2 separate regions of the Xenopus tropicalis genome follow, and region 2 is linked to region 1. Evidence: chromatin contacts called from public Hi-C data. All regions are on one chromosome and are shown on one strand. Each heading gives the region's core, a stretch centred on a gene start, on an enhancer-like site or on the middle of the called end of the contact. The rest is flanking DNA. Distances are from core to core; before and after follow the strand shown. Region 1 has its middle 13 kb from the start of cldn4. Region 2 has its middle 9.3 kb from the start of abhd11.

Region 1 (5,568 bases), core at 1,233-3,732:
CCCTTGGCCTGACATCTGTGTGCGGTCGTTTAAGAACAGAGCCAACTCTTACAAACACAAGTTCAGTAAAGCCCACAGAATGCTAAAAGGGTAATTGAAAGGGTCAGACATATCTCTGTGAGACCATGAAAATGTATCAGATGTAATAAATGATGCTTTTAAAATTCATTATTAATTAGTATCATGGAAAGACAGAGATTCTGACAGGTTTGAAGAAGAATGCAGTCACACGGTGCAACTCATGGTTCTCATTTTCCTGTAATTATAGCTGGAACAGTTCCTGGCTTTTCCCTGCAGAGGGCATGGTAACCCAGCCGGATCAGTGCTCTGAAATGAAGAACAAACAGGCAATGGGGAATGGGTAGTAAAAACATAAATCTTGACTGCTGTCATATGTTAATATAAATTACAATAATTAGGTTTCCTCAGGAACTCAAATGTGTTAAACATTATTAAATAAGCTATTACCCAAGAAAGTCAGTGAAAAGAATGAAATAACTTGTTCTAGGGCATTTTCAAACCTTTGGACAAAGTAAGTGAATGCTGGCATTTAATCAAGAGGCACAGGTTATAATTAGGCAGGACAGACGTCAAAGCTACACAAAATATCAGCACACAAAGCAAGTGGTTGTGTCCTTGATCCGGTTTCTGACTGGTCATTCCTATTTACCTTAGCTTTTTCATAGGCCCATATTTGTATTATGATGAGAAAGGCTATAGCAACAAAAAAACAGAAGTAATAGACCTGTGTCTCTACCTACTAAGGATAAAAAAGCTGGTGATCCAGGCTAACAAAACCTGCATAGACCGAAAGCTATAGGAGCAGATAGGGATGTCAAGATTGAAGCCAGCTATTGATGTTTCTAAGTAATATCGATGGCCCTCACTCTGCTTAAGTACTCTGTAGATGTATTTGAATGGTATTAGCATTGTAAACATGCAGTATGAGGAATAATTGGCCAACTACATGTAAAGAAATTGGCAGAATTGGCAGGTAAGGCTTACCAAGAAGGCCAAATTGTCAAAAACATAAGCTCCCACACAGTTTAATGCAGGGGCAAACAGTTAAAACCAATCTTGCAGGTACATATTTCATAACATAGATCAAAAGTAACTACGGTTTGATAAGAAATATTGACGTAAACATATAATAACTTTTTTATTAGATATAATAACCCATGTACTATTTATAGTACAAAGTTTAGTTTATTGCCCCTTGAAGGACAAGGAACCCATGTATATATCATATGGTGTCTCTGCCCCTCTTCTAATCGCACCACACACATTTCCCAATACTGCTTGTTTGCCAAGACCTGTTATCAAAATGCAGAGTAGCACAGTAGGGTTGGCACATGATATCTTTAGTTGTTTGACATCCTTTTTACAGCTCTCTGGTAGCAAGGAACACGTCTGCTATGTGCTCCTGAATTTCCTAGTCAGGGTTTGTCACCAACAAGCTGCGAAAAGGATGTCTAGCAGCCAGTGATTGGGCCACCAACCTCATTGCACTGCTCAGCCTTTTAATAAAAGGTACGTCCAAATGGAGCAGTATTAGGGAGTGTGGGTGGTGCAGTTCAGGTAGAGGGGCTCTGCAGAGAGAAATAAAATATATACATTGGTTTCCTTTAAACTATCTTGCTATATTCATTGTAGTGTCCCTAAAAAGAAAGTTGATCAGTTGGACAGGAGGTGCTGGTAGTTCCAGGTTCCCCTGTATCAAAAGGCACAGCAGTGCTTAATTCAGAATGGAAGGACTGAGCAGTGCCAGGCACAACTATATGGAAGTGAAAGGAGTGCATTTTGGCAAAGTGGTTTTACACACAACCCAGTGCGGGGAGATTGCAGAGACTGAAACTGCACTTTTGGATGTAAATAAGAACTTTTGCGCAGCACTAATCTGTGCAATAAAGAACTTCATGAGAAGCATAGTTATTTATTTATTTTGGATACTGATATGCGTATAGCACCAGGGCCAGTGTCCCAGTTATAAGTGATTGTCTACATTTACATTGTACATTATAGTGACCCGTTTATGTAATACGGACATTTCCAAACTAATGGCAGCTTTAAGTCCTAACATTAAAATAGTTTAAACAGCTTTTGGCTAAATGCAGTTGTGACTATTCTCCATTCAGAGAGTGCATTCTGTGTGGTAGGATATCAGGTATCAGATCTCCTTCAAATGTTGCACTGGCTTTGATCTGTGCCCACCTTTAACCGGCCAGTGCATCCCCAGGGGCAAAGCTCAAACTTCATGAGCAATGCCCTGTTCCTTTGGGAAAGGACCTTTTTGGCCCCTCTCTTTTTTTATCAATGTCAAAGTCTTGAGGTTTTTCTCTGACTGTAACAAACAAACTACCGTACCTCTTGTGTGCAGCTCTTACTACTGTGGTAGGAAATTCAAATTTAAACCAATCAGCAAGGATAGCCAATCCCAGTGCAGTGCAGGAATTACACAGACGAAGGGGCGTGCTAAATGTGGTGTGTGTTCTTTACTCCGTCGTGGCTGTCAGGTTTGTGTGTGCCCAGAAGCAGGATAGGCAACAGGACACAGTCAGTGCAATAGGAGAAGTTTCCATGCCTCCCTGACACCCCTCAGAGCAGAAAGCACACCCAGCTTGCAGTGTGTTACACTGTTGGTCATTTTAAAAAATATCCAAGTTTTGTTTTATGTGAGGACACTAAGGGGCAGATTTAGCAAATATAAGATTAGAATTTACCACTGAAAAATTCACCCACTTTTAATTAATTCCTATGAGATTTTTAGAAGCGTATTTATTAATGGGTGAACGTTAGAGTTCTCCATTTGATAGATAAACTTCCAAAAATTCCTAAATAGAAATTTAATTTTTCTGTGTTGAGGTCTAATCTCATAGTTAGATAAATCTATCGGCAGCTATAGTCGGCCCGTGTATGGCCACCTTTAGTGAAGTTTGAGGGTCACATTAATTAAGCCAATATCTATTATCTTGCAGTAGATAACACTGTTTGAACTGAAGACATAACCAGCATTTTTTTGAGCTTACACATAGGCAGAACTGGATAGAGACAGAAAAGCAGAAAAGAGATTTTTATCTAATGTGGTTTTTTTTGTCTGGGCTTATTGATTTTCAAATGGAAAAAAACCTGTTTCTCAGCTTTGTGACGTGACTTTTCAGTTACATAGAAAAGGAAATATGTGAATTTGTCTCGATTGCCTCTCAGCAGTTTACATTGCCTCTCCCATAAAAACTGGTACAGAAAAAAAAAAACAGAAAATAAGCCACTTGAAACGATGGCAGTTAATATAGTGGCAGCAGTCTTACAAAAAATGTCCTCCTCTTCCTCAGATGTTTCCCTTACACAGAAATCACCCACACACTATGTTCTTATGTTTCTTCCTGTTCTCAGAAGTGTTGGGCAATGCATTTGCTACCCGTCTTGCGCGGATAGTATATTATGACTCTATGAGGACAGCGGGTTTGAAACTGAAATTTAGGGCAATACATTTGAGCTCAATTCTTCTCCTTGTTTTTTTTTGTGCTGTGTTACAGAAATGATAAGATGAAGCACAAGTTGTTTTCTCCTATTCATTGTTGTAAAGGTCCTTCTTCTCTGCTTTTTTAAACTTCATTAGGGCAAGGGCACATGAAGTTTATATATATATATGACATGCTCCTCTCCATTTGCGCCTTGCAGCCAGGCGGAATGAAGCGGATCCACTCCTATACACTTCCAGCTGCAATGGTAGGCACAGCGTCAGCCTGAGTGTAGCTTCACATATACTTTCATGTTTTTGGGGGTGATCTCAATTCTGCTCTGTGTAGCTACACTCCGGTTAAAGTTGTGCCTGTCAGTGCAGCTAAATCCAGAAGCAAGTCAGACTGGTCCAGTGAGGCACTAGGAAAAACCAGATGGGCCTTGGCCCCTGTGGCCCCCGCTGACCCAGGCCTGCTCCCTCCGCCAAGTGCAGGTGCCATTGAATTTCCACCCCATTGTGGCCACAAGGAGTATGTATGGAACACAGTGGTTTTAAATTGTGACTGGTGTGGGGGCCCCCAGGGCGCAGTCCCGGTGGGCCCAAGACACCCCAGTCAGACCCTGAGCATACAGGAGCATATCGATTTCACTCTGTCTGGCTATAAAACGAAGACAGAAAGAGGCCATTCATACGCTTCATGTGCCCTTGCCCCCCACTTCCTGCAAACTCACTTTTAGAAGGAGAGTGCATCAGCTTGGGTGCAGGCACGAGGAACTGATTTTGGCATAGGACGGCATACTCAAGCAGGACACAGGCAGAGAATTCACCATGTGTGGTTGCAGCATCACTTCATAAACCTGACAAAGGGAGCTACCAACTCCTTAATATGTTGTACACTGGCTTAATAAACAAAGCACATAATTAGCATTACTTGTCAGTGCTTTTTGCTCCTTTTTACAAATTTTAGAGACTGTTTAGATGGTGCTACGCCTGGGAGCATTGCGCCATGATAAATAATTGCACTATTAGTGGAGGGAATACTCTCAAAGCCTTTCATGAGAGTCTAACAACATATCCATTTTCAGAAAATAGAGATTCTGTTCTTTAAAATATCATTTGCTCCAGTTGCAAGGGACGGCCCTGTGTCACATGATAGTTCCTGAAATAAAGAGCACTCCTGAGATATTCTTGCACTGACCCCAGATGTAGACATGCACATTTTTTCTTTAGGAAAGAAAAACCTGTTGAACAAGACTTTCCTCATAACTCAAATGCCTGTGTGCTTATAACTGCCCACCAAGCTAAATCCAGTGTTCAAGGTAAATGTTTAATCAGCCATTTACAAGAACAAAACTATTGTTTCTGTCGCATTTATAGTCCCATTTATGTAAGCTAAGAATATATTCAACTTTGCCACTGAAACATTTGCTTTATCTATTGTCCACTAGTATTCCTAGGCTATGTACACTCTTAAAAATATATATGAGCCTACATTGATTTATCATTTATCTGTATATCATATAGATATCATATAGATTGTAAGCTCTAGGATGCAGGGACCTCCATCCTCTTGTGTCTTTGACTCTTAACTTATTGCAACTATATTTATCTTGTATTTATCTGTATTTTTTGTTACACTTTATTTATATAAATAAAAATATATTTATACTCTATTTATCTATTATTATCTCAACAACCCCCTGTTTGCATTAGTGTATTCTACTGTACAGCGCTGCGTACATAAGTAGCACTTTATAAACAAAGATATACATACATACATACATACATACATACATTTATCTACACTGAATACATCTGCCATTTATATTTCCAATTTTTGCAATGCATCCAAATACCTTTTTCAAACAAAAAAAAAACCTATATTTTCATTTTATTATCTACACCAACATTTTTTTCTCACCCAAACCGTAAGGTCCGTTTCTCTGTAGAGGTGTGCTTGTACAGTATATCTGAGTGGACTAGAGGCCTTATAGATGGCAGTAGCTTCTTCACAGACACTATTTAGATTAACAAATATTGCATGTCACCTGTTCACGTTAGATATTGTTTTCTTTGCAAATACAGTAAATGAGACTGGGGTGCTGGGG
Region 2 (5,568 bases), core at 2,178-4,677, 65 kb after region 1:
ACCAGTACACAAGCACATATGCCAAGGCTGAGGGGGTAAGAGTGGTGGGAATAGGAAACTGGCAGTGGATAAGGAATTCATCAGTTGCAGGTAACAAAACAAATTCCTATTAGGCTTCTAGTTAAGTCTTTGTTTAGTGGCTAATCTGCAAGTAACTTGTTCTTCTAATGATTAGTTTGGTCTCCAGGGGTGTAGGAGAACACAGGCATTGTTTATTGATACTAGTTTCTCTGTGCCAAGAGATTCCCATGTTCTATGACAGAAATGGTTCCTCATTCCTTTTGTTCCTCCATGACCTATTATATAAGTGATGTATTATAGCCCTGCTCTAGGACTGGCTTGAAGTGTGCAGCTATTTCTTTTTGCCAAAATTCACCAGTGGCATCATTGAAGGTGTAGCAGGGTACTTGCAAAAAGTTAAGAAGCTAGGGGGGAATGCTCATATTCACAGTGTGTGCCATAATGATCCATAGGCTAGAGCTTATTTACTATGATAGGTCTTAACTACTGCAGATGCTAATAACAACCTCTATAAAGTACAATTTACAACCCGCATTTCCAAAGTAGGGCACTGTGTAAAATATACAACACTGCAGTAAATTATAGCAAATATCTAATTGATTATTTTATACATTTCTCCTTGTCTTTGGGCAGTTTGGAATATGCACAACCCCTAAACAACACTGCAGTAAATTATAGCAAATATCTAATTGATAATTTTATACATTTCTCCTTGTCTTTGGGCAGTTTGGAATATGCACAACCCCTAAACAAGAGTTCTTTACTAAACAGTAAATAATTATTTACCAAAACTGGCTAGCTGTGCCGCACAGTTTGAGAGCCACTGGGGTAAAGCTGTGACCTGCAATCTACAGGTTTACTCTTAAGTCAGGAAGGTTAGAGTTAAAATTTGGGCAACCATTGTGAGTACGGGTCAGATTGGGGAAGTACATTCTTCTTTTGCTCCCGAAGTTTCTCTGTATTGGAACCTTAGGTACACAGGTACAGGTTGGGTGCAGGTCCTACAATTGCAACATTTTGGGAGTTTATTGGGTGTTATGTTTTTGCAGGTTAGAGTCAGGTGTGGGTTGGGTTTTTTCTGAACCTGCACATCACTATCTGAGTTAGTTTAACTCCATAAGTACAGACTAATTAGTGTAATTTAATGCGGTGTTTGTATGTTACACTCTCATAAGCCTGTGATTCTTTCTATGCTCCGCAGCTAACCTAAGAAATGCACATCCCACTGCTGGTCTATTCGCTGAATATTCCCTGGCACATGTATTAGAAGGGTCTTAATACTCAGTCACATTGTTTTCTGGGGGACTTTATTTTAATTGCATCACAGACTCAAAGTCATTAGACAGTGTAGGACTCACGTACAATGAGGGGCCTTGACGTGGCACGTGAGCTTACATATTTTGGCCAAAGTGTGGTACTAACACCTAATTTTTTGTAAAAATTATTTTTAAAGGCAAACTAAACGCTGGCAAACTTTCTCTTTATGTATTAGAAGGGTGCCTGAGGCTCTCCCATTTTGCGAGCTGTCACCTGTTGGGCGTGTAGTTTGTAAGCAAATACTAATTTAGCTTTTTTTAGGTTTTGCACTTTGTGCAGGAAATTGAGGTATAAAGTACTTGGAAATATTAAAACAATGACTCATAAATAGAGAGATATGTATATAAGTGATTCATTTGTTTCTTGCCCCTAATACACAAGTGTACATATCCCTATCCCCAGGCATTTAGCTACTGACACTGTCTAAGCAGGACACTTGCTGGTTTTCTTTCCTACTCATGTTATTGCAATGTACTTTTGCTGTTTACCTAACCCCCCCCCCCCCTGCTTACTCTGGCACAGCCTCCCCATGGATTATAGCTGTTCTCTGTAGCCAGGTGAAACCATCAGGTCACATGACCGATACTGTGACAGGTGCAGAAAGGGAGGGCAATAAACACTGTGGGATTAACCTCTTCCTCTTCTTACAATCAACAGAGAGTGTTCCTTCTGTCTCTCGCTCACATCCCATAAAGAAGGAATTAGTTTGATTATATTTCAAATCTGGAGCACTGTATGTTAAATCATTGTAATTAGATTACAGCATTTTAATAAGGTATGCAGCTTTTTGGCAGTGAATAAAAGAGACCAGTTGCAAGTGAATGTATGAAGCGATGCTGCCTTTTTTTCATGTTATCAGCATGCTCTTCTTTTACTCATAAGGGCAAGAGAGTGCTGTCTAGTATGTAGCCAGCCTGTCCGTTCCAAGACTAATTCCTTCCTGTTCCTGGCACAAGATGTTCCCAAGGAGGGTAAGCCAACATGGCAGACACTGGCACCTTGTAAACAAACACAAAGGCAATCTATGAAAAGGTCTCCATTTACTAAATATCAGAACAATGCTCTTTAGAAATAACGTTGTACAGTACATGATATGTAAACCCTGAGTTATCTGCCCCACTTTTTTAAACATTCTATATTTTAAGAAAATACACTGGATTTTTTTACCATTTTAAACTGAATTAAATTTAATTTCTATACATTTGCTATTCTATGTGAAAAATCTGTGTACGATAAAAAAAGTGACTTTTTCTGCAATGCCTTCCCTAAAAAAGTTTATAAATGTAATAAGTGTGTAAAAATACATACAAAAAAGTACTTCCTTTGTTATGCAAAAGATAAAGGGGATTATTGCAGGGTAATATATAATGTATGAAGAGTGGAGACATTAGATAGAGGAAGAGATTAGGGTAGTTATTATGACTGGACTACCTGTTCACTCAAACCTATTAACCCCCATCAACTAGCCCCCAAAAGATTCTTCTTTCATTTCCCTGTTATTAAAAGAAAAGTTCAGCTTCATTATGTACCAAAGTTAACATATAGATTCCAGGCATGGGATCCATTATTGGGAACCTGTTATCCAGAAAGCTCCAAATTACAAGAAGGCCATCTCCCATAGAACATTTTAATCAAATAATTTATTCTCCCATTTTGTTCTCTGTAATAATGAAACCGTATCTTGTACTTGATCCCAACTAAGATATAATTAATCCTATTGGGTTTAATTCAAATTTAAATGAGTTTTAAGTAGACTTAATTTACTATTATAAATCAGTGAAGAGTTTCATGACCATATTAAGGCACAAATCAAAGGACAAGCGCTTTTATACAGCTTGTGGAAGGGACTAATAATATCCTACATTTTTACTGCATGGGGGTGTAATATTCATTATAATATGCAAGTTTCAGTGAGGCATGTGACAGAAATTACATAATTAAACACCAGTTATAACTGATGACATCACCCCGTACCATTTATAACAATAAAGCTGTGTATAGATGACATGACCAACATAAGCTATGTTTACTAGTAAGAACTTCCTAAAAGCTAGTTTCAGCCTGCCCTGATCTGCTGTGCTCTCACAGATACCTTTCTGTTTCAGAGAAACTACCGATCCATTGCAGGAGTGCCCTTGGGATGTGACTCACACTAGCTTGTTTAGCACATTTCCTACTTTCAGTCGTCTTCACTAGATGAATATAGGTTGAAACTTGGATTACAAAGTCATAGATTATTACATGTTTACTTGTCCTATCCCCCTACCCTGCCATCTATTTGTAGAAACAGACAATATTCGTGAGAGCACTTTCAGTGTAAGCAGCAATTTACATTCCTCGCGGCCAATCATGCTGTGTATTTTGCTGTAGAACATATGACTGTTAATGGGATCTCCTGTACGGAAATCCACCTCCAGGCTTGTGTGTTGGAGACCGTTTGGCATCTGATGAGTTACTGCCGCTCTGCCCCTAGAGTTTCATGATAACCAGAAGTAAAATTAGATTTCTCTATTAATTGTATTACATGTACAATACAAATACTAACTGCCTCCTGGCTATCTCCAATTGGATGAATGAACGCCACCTCAAACTCAACCTAACAAAAACTGAACTAATGATCTTTCCGCCTAAACCTGGTCCTACTCCCCCCTTTTCTTTCTCTATTGAAGGCACCCTCATCAACCCTGTCAATTCCATGCGTTGTTTGGGGGTGATCTTTGACTCCAGTCTCTCCTTCTCTGACCATACTAACACCACTGTCAAAACCTGTCACTTTTTCTTACGCAATATTGCCAAAATCCGGCCCGTTCTTTCTACTGTAACAGCTAGGCTGCTCATGCATGCCCTCATCCTATCCCGACTTGACTATTGTAACCTGCTGCTAACCGGCCTCCCTAATTCCCATCTTTCCCCCCTACAGTCTATATTAAACACCGCTGCCAGAATTCTCCTCCTCTCATCCAGGAGAGTTCAGGCCCCTCCCCTGCTAAAGGCCTTATCATGGCTTCCTGTTAAACAAAGAATAGTTTACAAACTCCTTCTCTTAACCTTCAAAGCCCTCCATTCCTCTGCTCCTCACTACATCTCTTCCCTGGTGTCTCCGCACGTTCCTGGCCGTCTCCTTCGTTCCTCGCAGAGCAACCGTTTGGTTGCGCCCCCCACTACTACTGCTGTTTCCCGCCTTAAATCCTTCTGCCTGGCTGCCCCTTACATTTGGAATTCCCTCCCTGATGTCCTCCGGAGAGAATCCTCCCTCAGTCTTTTTAAAACTAAACTTAAAGACTACCTTATGGAGCACTCGCCCAGCACCTGATCTGGAAACTGGCACTTATACTGTAATGTCACCCACTGTGACCTATAGCACTCATATTTGCCTATTTGTGTCTGTTAGTTACCCTCCCATATAGATTGTAAGCTCTACGGGGCAGGGACCTCCTTCATCTTGTGTTTCTGACTCTTATTGCAACTGTACCTTGTATTTATTTGTATTTATTGTTGTACTTTGTTGTATTAATGAATTCTACTGTACAGCGCTGCGTACATAAGTAGCGCTTTATAAATAAAGATATACATACATACATACATACATACATACATACATAAAAAGGCACACGTTAAAAAGAAAAGTTCTTTCAAGGTATTTTCACCTACTTGTAAATTTTATTTAAACATTTCCAAGTTAATTTCTAACATGCAATATGCTTGTTTTTTAATTTTTTTTTTTTTTTTTTTAAATGGTTTGCTCCTTCCCACCAAGTCACCTTTTAATGGATGAACATGGATCATCTGAACAGATGCATTTTACATGCTTGCTCACATAAACTGCTGAAAATTAACAAGTGAAAATAGAAAGTGTTACTGACCCATCTTGCCTTACTGAGTACAATTATGCCACAATATTGAGTACAATTATAACCTTCCTGAGGAATGAGATGAATCTTTGGAGCACAAAGGAGTTTCTTAACTTCCCATTGTACACAGCTGTTGCTCTGCAGTGCCCCATTATGGGGACCTGGGGTAGTTTCCATTGATTGCACTTTACACAAAGGCTAGACAGAGTTCTAGGGTCCATCTCATTCCTTTTAAATGGTCAGTATAACCCCTTGTTCTTCATGATTTCAATAAATAGGAAACATATTTTTATAGTTTTGTATTAATCCTAAAAAAATCTGTTTTTGTTATTCCTCTAGCTAATCAGGGCAAACATGTATTTACATAGTTACCGTATAT

What was found. A called contact is a pair of places that touch in the nucleus more often than the background predicts.
Region 2: a contact with region 1 is called in a Hi-C map of liver, with 6 times the contacts expected there. The contact joins two enhancer-like sites. A contact is called at or near these places in 5 of 5 Hi-C or Micro-C datasets (brain, gastrula embryo, liver and 2 more).

What each region holds. Positions count from the first base shown.
Region 1 is chr2:42,425,394-42,430,961 of UCB_Xtro_10.0, forward strand. No RefSeq gene overlaps it. Among named protein-coding and RNA genes, the nearest start is that of cldn4, 13 kb to the right of the region's middle. Within about 2 kb of position 2,483, at least 3 of the 11 cell types and tissues checked have an H3K27ac peak or open chromatin away from gene starts, as enhancers often do. A contact at or near this core is called in liver, where this site is marked.
Region 2 is chr2:42,489,929-42,495,496 of UCB_Xtro_10.0, forward strand. No RefSeq gene overlaps it. Among named protein-coding and RNA genes, the nearest start is that of abhd11, 9.3 kb to the right of the region's middle. Within about 2 kb of position 3,428, at least 3 of the 11 cell types and tissues checked have an H3K27ac peak or open chromatin away from gene starts, as enhancers often do. A contact at or near this core is called in liver, where this site is marked.